Regions from separate parts of the Mus musculus genome. Here region 1 is linked to region 2. The links are chromatin contacts, called in public promoter capture Hi-C maps. All regions are on one chromosome and are shown on one strand. The core of a region is the stretch at or near the end of the contact, and the rest is flanking DNA. Distances in the headings are between cores, read along the strand shown.

What was found. Promoter capture Hi-C pulls out the DNA fragments that hold promoters and counts their contacts.
Region 1: a contact with region 2 is called in a promoter capture Hi-C map of pre-B cells, with 2.7 times the contacts expected there. The contact joins the enhancer-like site here to the promoter of Grhpr in region 2. A contact is called at or near these places in 6 of 39 promoter capture datasets (the 3T3-L1 cell line, cranial neural crest, embryonic stem cells and 3 more), 2 of 15 datasets of contacts at CTCF or cohesin (large pre-B cells and pro-B cells), 5 of 484 Hi-C or Micro-C datasets (B cells, CD4 T cells, the G1E-ER4 cell line and 2 more), 3 of 115 datasets of contacts at active chromatin or transcription factors (astrocytes, bone marrow-derived dendritic cells and large pre-B cells) and 3 of 9 other capture datasets (adipose tissue, liver and pancreatic islet).

Annotation. Positions count from the first base shown.
Region 1 is chr4:44,777,592-44,783,268 of GRCm38.p6, forward strand. All of the region lies in intron 2 of Zcchc7 (zinc finger, CCHC domain containing 7), which reads left to right. Among named protein-coding and RNA genes, the nearest start is that of Zcchc7, 24 kb to the left of the region's middle. Within about 2 kb of position 3,095, at least 12 of the 459 cell types and tissues checked have an H3K27ac peak or open chromatin away from gene starts, as enhancers often do. A contact at or near this core is called in pre-B cells and pro-B cells, where this site is marked.
Region 2 is chr4:44,977,478-44,982,945 of GRCm38.p6, forward strand. Grhpr (glyoxylate reductase/hydroxypyruvate reductase) reads left to right here and starts at 3,917. Exons shown (of 9, transcript NM_080289.2): 1 at 3,917-4,057; 2 at 5,402-5,468. The coding sequence starts at 3,975. Gm12679 (a long non-coding RNA gene) reads right to left here and starts at 1,128. Exons shown (of 2, transcript XR_003955389.1): 1 at 769-1,128.

The sequences.
Region 1 (5,677 bases), core at 1,845-4,344, 200 kb before region 2:
AAGGGGAATCACAAAAATTAATTTTTATATTTTGCTTTAGAAACTGCTTCTAATTCAGGTATGCCATAATACAACTTTCTTTCTTCAGGTTGTAAGGATATCACTTTTTAGTATTCAGAAATTTTTGAACTTTTAATTTTAAATATTGATATAAATTGGAGCCTTTTTTAAAAAACAGGTGCAGATATGAGAAAAAGATACAGGATACATGCTAGCAGTTGGCTTTTAAAGTTTTTAGTGATTACACTTTGAAATAGAAATACAGTCCTGGCATTTTTCAGGATACACATGCATAATTAGCAATATTAATACTGGGAGGAAGCATTGTGAAGAGTAGCAGATTGTATCCTTGATTATCCCATTGCTGGTGTTGCATTGGCTTCTTTGTTGGGGTGGGAGGTAAATTGTATTTCAGAAAAGGATGAAATAGAAAGCTGCTTTCAGGTAAATTTGTATCTTTGCTCTAAAATGTCTTTGAAGATTCATGTTGAGAAAGCTTGTGAAAATTCACAAAGCATATTTTCATTTAGTTGGCTGCTAAAAACTTGATTAATCTAGAAAAAAAAAGTGAAATTAATTTTTTTATAGTTTAATGTTTGTTCTTGAATATTGTTTAGTGTTTTTTTTTGTTAATTTGAGTTTATTCTGAATTTGGTTTTTAAAGTTCTATTTTTAATAATGTTATTTGGACAAATTCTCATAACTGTAATCATATTTCAGTCATCAAGATACTTTATGAGCCATATATAACTACGCTAGCATTCTTTTCTGGGCAGCCGTAAAGTAAGTGCTGCTTTATATTACAGTGTATGTGACCATTTCTAATTTGACCTGTTACTGTAAAGAAGGCTAACAAGTGTGTGTGACTAGCCCACCCCTTCTGGAGCAGTTGAAAACAGGCCTCAGAAGGCTCAAAGGAATTCTTTTAACTCCTAGCAGGGCCACGGGGTCAATGTCAGATTTAGTCATGCTGTTATTTTAGCCCAGTGGTCCAGAGAGATGACTGAAAAGTGAGTCTTTTATTTCTTTTTTTGTGTGGTTATTAACAGGATTAAATGTAAGCCATTGTGTACTTAGTACCAATTAGTTTCTCATCTGAGAGGTTCATTATGATTTTTTGTCAGCCTTGTTCTTGTAATATTTGTTTTATTGTTTGATTATTTAAAGGGATGGATGGACTAGAGAAGTCTTCCAGCAGTGCTTTGCTGTTCATCGAGAATTTTAATAAACACTTAACTTTCCAGAGATTTTTCTCTTGATTAAGAAATGACTATTACTAAAAACTGACAAGAAAGTGAGGAAGTTAAATAAGTGTTTAAAGTTTTCTTTTTTGATTTTTGTAGTTTTCAAAAAGGGCTAACTTTATCAATATTTCATGGTTTTGGAAGTCTACTTCATATTTGTATGCATATTTCTTAAGATTATGTTCATTTTTGTGAATATGTAATTTATCAGGAGAAATATATGCAAAGAAGCCCCAAAGTGTAAGTTTCTACATTTGAGCTTTTAAAGCAGAACATAAGAATTCTAGAATCAAGATAATTGCCAGGTATATAAGCAAACCTTAATTTAGAAGGAAAGAATCCGGAGTTGATTCTTTATGCCATTATAAATGAGTAAAAAGGAGAAAAGAAACATACCCAACGGTTTAGTTGCTTATTACATTAATGATTGCTTTTAAAACTGTGAGGTAAAAATTCTTAGTAGTGCTTCTTCACATAATTCCTCACTTAGCATGTTGAAATATTTTAGTAAAATTTTAGTCAAAATTGTTCTTACAAGTTGGATTAGTTAGTTATGGTCATTTCATCTAAAAGCAAGAAATATAACCAAATTAAAAGATAAGTTGTCTGCTAATTCGTGTGTGTGTGTATGTGTGTGTGTGTGTGTGTGTGTGTGTGTGTGTGTGTATATATATATACACACACACACACACACACACATATATATCTATCTTACATATATTAAATAAATGTATTTAGATAGAATATGAGCTTTGTACTTGAAGTGTAGAATACACATTTTCCTATGCATTCACTGTTAATGGATGAATGTGTTACACAGTTCAAATATTATGTTATAATTGCAGTTTAGGTAAATGTGATTTCTACTTTAACTGAATTGTTGAGTTTCTAAATCTCAGATTATTTGATCTATCGTATTAGATTGTACGATTCTGTTGAAGACCTTTGCTATAGGGCCTAACATTTTTGTTACTGAGATTACTGTAGCGTTGAATATGTAAGATTTTATGATTCAGATAGCTATGAAATATACTGCTTCTGAGGTATAGCTGCCCCACTTTGGCTAGCCCTTACAATTTAAGATTTGTGTATTTAACTTTTTGGGAAAGGCATTTCTACAAAAATCTACATATACTATTTTTCTTACCTTTCTCTTTAATTGTAATTGAAATATGCTTAGATTCTCCAGATGGAAGCTTTGAAAAAAATAAGAAAAGAGTGTATGGTAGCTGTATAAAGTAACCTGAAGATTTTCTCGCTACAGGAATTGAATCAGTTCCCTCCCCTTGTGGTTGGTCATCCATCCCATGGGAAAGCACGCAGCTTCTTTCAGATTAAGCGTGTAGTCTCACTAACATTTTCTGAAGGTCTGTAGAGAGCCAGAGGTGGATCATTAGTGAAATGGCATGGCAATAGGAAAAGACAAGCCTCTCCTCTTACCGTTTCTGTATTTAACTTTAAAGGAAGTGGAAAGAAATCAAATAGATACTAAGTTGCAAATCAAATTCACCTCTGAGTTAATAAAAATTCACTTGAAATTAATATTCTTATTGTTCTATGGAATACTTTTTAGATGGATCAACCCTTTGTTATTTCCTTTTTAATTTGATGTTTAACTTTTAAGTACTTGGTAGAGAGCAGATCCAGGTATTAGCATTCAACAGGAAATGTAAAAGGTAGATGGAACTGGAAAATAATATATTGAATGAGGCAATCCAGGCTCAGAATGTTAAGTCCCACATGTTCTCTCTTGGAGGTACTAGCTTGTAATGTTTCTGTGTGGGAGTGAGCATGGGTAGATGCCAGGAAGGTGGAAAGGTGCTCAAGAAAGGAGAAGTAGACCTTGAGAGAGGAGTGTGGGGGAGGGTAGCAGAATGCATATGGTCTGGACATGGAAAGGGAAATACTTGAGGCTGAAGGGAACACAGGGGTGGGTCAGAAGTTGGGTATCGACCACAACTAAATATATATGACACTGCATTAGAAAACTCATTAATTCTGGATGTTAATTAAGAAAATGAAAGAATAGATTATGAAAGGTTGAGCTGTAGTAAAGATACTTCCTTAGGGCTTCTGCTCCTTTAGGGCGGGCAGCTCATGCAGTAGTGACTGTTGTGAGCAGATGATGCAGCACGTGGGGAGTACTTGCCCTGTCACTCTTTCTGTTATGTATTGCGCTAGTCACACAACCTCAAGCCAGGCCACTTTTAAAAAGTTCAGTGGAAGTTTAAGAACTTGAAGTAAGTTGTTTTACTTTAAGACCATTAAAGATTATTGTTTGATTTATAATGAAGTTCTTGGAATAATAGGCATTTTATTGTAATTGGCAAGTGCTCTGCTAAATAAAAATGACTTTTAGATAACGCCTTTTCTATTTACTCAGATGAAGGCTACCAAATGTTGCTAAACTACTTTTAAGATGTTTAATATTGGTATAGAGATGTAATTTTTTTATTATATAAATTAAGTAAGACAAAAGGAACAATACAAATCTAAGAAGATAAATGAGAGTTGTGTAGATGAATAGAACAAAAACACGGTTAGTATTTAAATCCAAAGGCTAACTTTTATATACAGTCTCTAATGCTTGGGGCTTTTGTTTCCTGCAATAAAAATGACTTTTCTTTATAAAAGTCATGATGTTCTATTAGGATTAAACGTTATAGTTCATACTGTGCTTTTATTAAGCTTATAAGATACCATCAATGTTTTAGTATATTGAACTTACAACTGATTTTTTTTTATAGCTTTTTAATGAAGACCAAATATTTGTGGCTTTTGTCTGTAACTAAGTATATATTTGATAGGTTTTATTTAAAAGTTTTAGTATATTGTTTGAAAGATACCAGGCACAAGATAGCTACTTACACACTGTGATATTGTTAATGGTTCAGCTAGTCCAATTGGCCTCTTGAACAACAGTTAGAGTTGAAAATCACCAGTATTGGTTAGCTAATTTTTACTAGAGCTTACTTATTTCTAGAGTCTAACATTGGAGTTTAACTAAAAGGGATGTTTTGCTCCATTTAAATTTATAAAGCTCCACTTACTTGTTTTTTGTCTGGTATCTCTAAGTAATTGTTTCTTCATATTCTAGCAAAATATATTTAATTTGTTGTTTTTATTATTTAAGGATTTAATTATGAAACCTGTAAACTTTTTGGTTATCTTTTATTGATTGAGAACAAAGACAAATAATCTAAGACAACAAATAATAACCAAAACTAAGATTCATAGCCATTCATTTAATCAAGGACTAATCAGGGCCTACTGTGTTACACTGTGGATGTCCTGGTGAATACAGAGATGAATCAAGTACAGAGCCTGACTTTGCAGGTCTTATAGTGTAGTAGAAGTCAGGATCTGCAGGAGAAAAACCTAGAGGTACAGCAAAGGGAAGATACTTTCCTTCAGGGTTAGAGGTATGTGGGCGAGATACAATGCCATACAAATGGCCAGGGGACAGGGCACAGTAGACTGTCATTTCTTACAGGACACTTCTTCTTTAGACAAGGCTCCTCAGAATTTGGAGAAGAAGGTTGCAGAATTTGTCAAAAATTTTAAGATTTGTATTCTTATTTTGACATTGAAAGGTTTTGTATTAAAGCTACTGTTTCTCATTGCCAATTAGGGATTTGCCAGAGATTTGATTGATGTTTAAGAGAATTTCACTTTTCTTAAGATGATCCACATAATCTTGATAAACTTGATAAACAAAAGCTTAGGCTAATGTTTTAAATTAATCTGTGCTCTTTGAACAACATTCAGATTGAGGCACAAAAGTAGGTAGGCCAGTGGATATGGGTGGCAAGAGAGTCACCTGGGGATTAATTATTCATTTTATAACTATCTCTTTTCTAGGGCTCTAGGGAATAGTCAAGGCCTTGAGGAATTGGTTGCTTTTGGATTTCCAGTTTTACCTTCTGTTAGCAGTTTTGCAGTGAATTAACTGTTTAAATAAGTTAATTGAACCTCTTTTATCTTGTAGAATGTGTGTAGGATGTTTCATAAATTCAGGGACTCTGAAAAAGAACAAATACCTTACCTTATAATTTAATGTTTATAAGGACATTTTAGTTCCATATTAGTGCTTTAAGTATAATAAATTAAAGAGTATTTATACTGAATATCTCAAACATAATTTTTTTGGAGGAAAAGGGGCATTGAAAATAGTTTTTCTTCCTTCCCTCTTAAAAAAATATTTTTAAAGAAAAATATTCTCTCTCCTACCAAACAAAACTGACCAAAGTAAAAATTTGGTGGCTTTGATTTTATACATGTTCTGAAGTCTGTCCAAGCTTTCAGAATGGGAGAATTCCTCAGAAATTACTGTTTCTCATGGGAGATACTTTGATCTTAGGGTACAAGTTAGGATGACATTATTTGCTTCTGTCATACATAGATAGAATAATTTTAGTGCATCTCTAAAGGTC
Region 2 (5,468 bases), core at 2,667-5,166:
AGGAACGTGTGCAGATATTGTCACATAAGTTCAAACCGGTACAGAGTTCCTGATCCCTGGGGAAAGTCCATCAAAGACTTGATCGAATTATAATTAAAAGATGTATTGATTACTGCTAGCAGGACAACGATCTCCAAGCCCAGCCTGAGACTGTTGTGAGAAGGGGGTGAAGGAAGGGTTTTTAAAGGAGAAACCACAAGAAGACCTTGAGTATCAGCACAAGCTAGCCAGGAGCTGTTCTGCACCTCAGCGATTAGGCAAAGCAACCTCAAAATAGCCTTTGACTGTCTGCACAAGCAGCTTCAGAAACAAACAAACAAAAAAGCAGTTAGACATATCATAGCAAGTAGATGATCAAGGCTGTACATTTCTGTACATTGAGTCAGGGTTACTGGAAACTTATCTTCCAGGAACTGGAGTCAGAGACTAGAGGGTACCAAGATGGATGCCTAGGATAAAATGGAGTTTCTTTCCTATCTAACCTATCTACCTATCTATCTATCTACCTATCTATCTATCTATCTATCTATCTATCTATCTATCTTGTTGTTGTTGTTGTTGTTGGTGGTGCTGGTGGTATTTTTGAGACAGGGTTTCTCTGCATAGCCCTGGCTATCCTGGAACTCACTCTGTAGACCAGGCTGGCCTTGAACTCACAGAGATCCGCCTGATCCTGCCTCCCAAGTGCTGGAATTAAATACATGTGCCACCACTGCCTGACATGAACACTTCAAAAAAACTTTAGAAGAAACTAGGAGTAGTGCCCACCTCTGAGAAGAGACCACAGGTATGAGGGAGATTGGCGGAAGGTTGTGGAGGAATGCTGCTTTCTCCATGCCCCTGTACCATGGGTCATTTTCATCGTAGACATTCGTTTTGTGTTTACACAACCTTTGCTGCTGTTGAGTAACTTGATAGCCGTTTGGGAAAGGTCCCATGTTGAACCATGGATACAACATGGTCTAAATGGATGGAGCACTTCCAGGATGTTAGAGAAGAAGCATAGAGCCATGGCTTTGTCCGAATTTACTGATTAACAACAAAGTTATAAGCTGTGTCAGTTTTATTGACTTCATGTTGCCAATTATCCCCCATTTTGCTGAATAGTTGGCCACTGATGATGATAAATTCTTTTAGTCTAATCTTTCCTTTTTCTTCTTTTTAAAGATTTATTTGTTATTATTAATGGGTACACTGTAGCTGTCTTCAGATGCACCAGAAGAGGGTGTCAGATCTCATTAAGGGTGGTTGTAAGCCACCATTTGGTTGCTGGGATTTGAACTCAGGACCTTGGGAAGAGCAGTCAGTGCGCTTACCCGCTGAGCCAGCTTGCCAACTCCCTTCTTTCTTTCTTGAGGCAGGGTCCCACCTTGTGTCTCAGGCTGGCCACAAACTCACTCTGTAGCCCAGGCTAGCCTCAAACTCATGACAATTCTGCCTCAGCCTTCTGAGTTGAGCTTCCAAATATTCATCACCACACTGGGTAGCCTGGTCTTTCTAATATTAATACATTACACAAAATTATCTGGGCAGGTTACAGGTGGCTAGAAAAGGGTTGAAGCGACTATAGAGGCCATACTGGCTGACCAGAAGCTGGAGGCAAACAGCTGACATAGCTGCCAGAAAAAGTTTAGGGACTTCAGCTAATCAGGATGTAAAATGAAGGTCCGGTGGCAGACCATTTTGAAAGCCATTTTGAGGCAGCTTGGGTATTGTGAGAAAGAGAAATTGTATTCAAACTGATGTCCAGGGACAGAGACAGAGTCTTCCACTGTGACAATTTCCTGGATGAGGCTCCTCAGCTTCAACCCACCATACACTGAGCTTCGGGGTCTCTTCTGTCAGCCCACATACCCAGGCGCCTGTCATTCCCCGTCCTCTCCTGGTGCCCACTTCTAATCACGGTGCTGCCCCTCTGGAAGTTCTCCCAAGCCGGTGCCAAAAGCTGTTCTTCTCTGGTGCCCTGTACCCACCTCCTACAACATGTTCTGGGTGGTGAAAGCACTGCCTCTTAGCGGCTGTGTGACTTTGAGCAGCTTTTTGTCCCACTCTCATCCTCAGTGTCTGTAGATTGGGGAAACGTGGCCACTGGGGAGTTCCCAGGAAAAGTGTTTGGTACGGCAGTCTTCTGAGCTTACTAAGGCCTCCATAAACATTGTCAATGCCCGGTGTTCTTTGGCTTCAGCCTCTGAAGTGGAGGGCAGGCTGTAGGCCCTTTGGCTGGCTCTGTGGTCTCTTTTCACATTCTTTCCAACCTATAGTACCCTCTGAATGTCAGCTGACGATTTGCCTTGAGGGAGCGACCCACACGGCCCCTGTTGACATGTGTGTCCAGTGCCCTACTGTCCTTGCCTGTCCTGGGTATGTGGAGAGAGCTGAGCCGAGCCCAGCAGGCCTGGCCTGGGGACACGAAAACACCTTGTGTCAATGTTTGACAAATTTCAGGACCTTTCCTTTCCCCTCAGTGACCTAGCAAACGGGTCAGTAGGGGAGACATTAATGTATTACTTAGGACGGGAAGGGTTGTGCAAAGCCTTGGCCTGGACCCAGATAGGAACAGGAAGTGTGCTAGGTACATGTAATTCCGGCAAGTTCAAGGCCATCTCCTGCTAGCTGGAGGCTGGTGGGGACTATGTGTTTCAAATAAATAAATAAATAAATAAATAAACATCCCAAATGGCCCAGTTGACATCTGTCAACACTGCGTGTGTGTTGTACTAGAGTCCTCATGGGTCCCCATAAAATCAGTGAAGAGTACACTGTGTTGTCCTTGGCGCCCTTCCAGACCAGAGACCAAGTCACTGAGCAGCCCTTGGACTGAAGTGAGGTTGCAGAGCTGAAGGACAGGCCTGGGGCCCTGAGCTAGTCCTAAACCGCCTTCAGGATCTGCATCATTTGCCGTAAAGTCTGGGCTGGCCTTGAACAGTCCTGCCTCTACCTCTTGAATGCCGGATTATAAGCATAATCGCCATGCCTGCCTTAGTCTCTATTATAAGCACAGTACATACTTCATCTCTCAACAAGCCAAGGCAAGCATTACTACAATCCCCATGGGACAGATAAGGAAGACATGGAGGCACACAACGTTTAATAATTGCTCACGGTGGTGAATCGGGCATTTAGCCCCAGGCATCTGGGCATTGCAGCTTGAGCTCTGCCACCCTCAGGCTAAGCACCCCTGTTCAGTAGTGAAAACAACCTTCAAAGGAAATGCTAACCTCACGATGTGCCTGAAGAAACAGGGGTGGGAATGCAGATTAGGGTTAAAGGTCAAACAACTGGAAAGGGTTAAAGCCAAGATCCAGACTCAGTCCCATCTACCTGCAAACCCTGGATCTACCCGTGGCTCAGCATACCTGGTCCCTGCTTGCTCAGGAACTGCTTCCAGACAGTTAGCACTTGTGTCTAGCTCGCCTGGGTGGCCCGTGATGGGCTAAAATATCATCACAATTGTAAAGTCCCAGTAAGGAATCATTCTAAGTATTAAAGCTATAATGTCTGGACTCAGACCCTCTCCCTCAGTCTCCTCCCTCAGCATGCAGGTCAGGCTCGGCTTAGAATTCCGTGTGTTTAACCAGAAGCCTCTGGGATAGTTTGGCTAAGATAGGCCTCACAGGGCTTTCTCCTTTGCCAATACCGACAGCATAGTCAGAGAGGTCTCTCTCACAGGTCCCTCCTCATAATGCCCCTCACTCCAGGCTCCTAGTGGTGTTTGACAGTCTCGAGGCCATGTTACTCTTGAAAGCACACACACCAAAGAAGGCTCTCCAAGTCCTACACTCAACCCACACTAACACAGAGCCTCTATCCGGGACACTTGGTCTCCAAAGCTACAGCCACAGCTATACCAGACCATAGAGGTCCCGGGCTCGGCCCCGCCCCCAGCGCCGGCCCCGCCCCTAACGCCGGCCCCGCCCACACTTCCGTCGTCTCCTGCAAGGCCAGCCTGGTACGTGTTTGCTGCTGCGGGTCTTATGAAACCGGCGCGACTCATGAAGGTGTTCGTCACTGGCCCGTTGCCTGCCGAGGGCAGGGCTGCGCTCGCCCAGGCCGCAGAGTAAGCGCCCGCGTCGGTACGGGGGCTGCAGCCGTGCCCCTGGCACGCTGTCCTGTCCACCTAACCTCAAACACCCCTGCACCCATGGAGACACGCCGCTAGGGCTTCCAGAGCTGTCCCAGGGCTGGGGGCCACCTCTCAAGAGCCGGGTGCCTGGCAGGCAGGCGAAGCGGAGCCAGGACCCGAGAGGGTGGCTCTGGCGCATGGGGACTTTGCTCAGGTGTTGCCAGCTGTGTCCCCAAGGGGCTGGCTTGGAGTTTGGGGCCGTAGTTCTCCGGGAGGCAGCTTGCTCCGGGCCCCAGGCTATTGGTCTCCATGTTTCAGTGAAGTGAGATTGCCTATGGGGCAAGGTGCAGGCTGTGAATTTTACCCACTGAGGGTTAGCTGGCAGGCAGAAGTAGTGTTCAGGGACTATGACAGTCATTGGCTTGCCTCCTTGGATACTCGATGGGGCCATTTGATGACTGTTCTCTTCCTATTGAACCTTGTTTAGTGGGTAGCCTTGCCAGGAGCTGTGAACACAGACTGTGAAGTCAGCTTTAGAATTTCTGCATCACTTGAAAACAGTCTGGATGGGCTTGTTGTACCTTGCCCTGGGGTCACTCAGCTCCAGGTGGCAGGCCTGGCCCTTATGCTTAGTCCTCATCCGCTGCAGGCGGGTCACTTTGTCCTGCCGGCTTTGTGTTACCATGCCAGTTTGGGAGGAGGTGAGAGTGCTCGGCAGTCAGTTTTTGTTTGTTTGTTTCCTGATTTTTTTTTTTCAAGACAGGATTTCTCTGTGTAGCAGCCCTGCCTGTCCGGGAACTGGCTTTGTAGATCAGGCTGCCCTTGAACTTATAGAGATCCGTCTGCCTCTGCGTTTTGAATGCTGGGATTAAATTCTGATGGTTTGGGGACTGTGACTTGTTTCGAAATTTTTTCTAGCACAGTACAGTTTTTCCCAAGGACTTGTTTTGTTGGTACTTTTGGTGCTGAGGAGCAGAGACAGATGGACCTGGGGACCTGCCAGCCACTGTCCAGTGTCTCCTGTGTGCACACACCTGGACTGCTCTGAGTGCAACGGAAGGGTTTGGAGGAGCACCTCACATTTGAGGCTACTAAGGAAGCACACTCAAGTGCTCCCGTGACCAGAGGAGCCTTCAGCTCTTGTCAGTGTTCCCCACTTTGGCAGCACTTCACCCCCTCCTCAACTACACTCCAGACAGTTCTGAGGCTCCCCACGAATGACCTTAACAAAGGCTAGCCTAAGGCCATAGCAGGTGGAAGGCCATGTTTGCTAGCTGTGCATGCTGTAGGACCTCGGAGGCTCCCTGCATCCTTTGAGTGGCTGCCTTTTGCTTCCAGCTGTGAGGTGGAACAGTGGAATTCGGATGACCCCATCCCCAGAAAGGATCTGGAGCAAGGTGTGGTG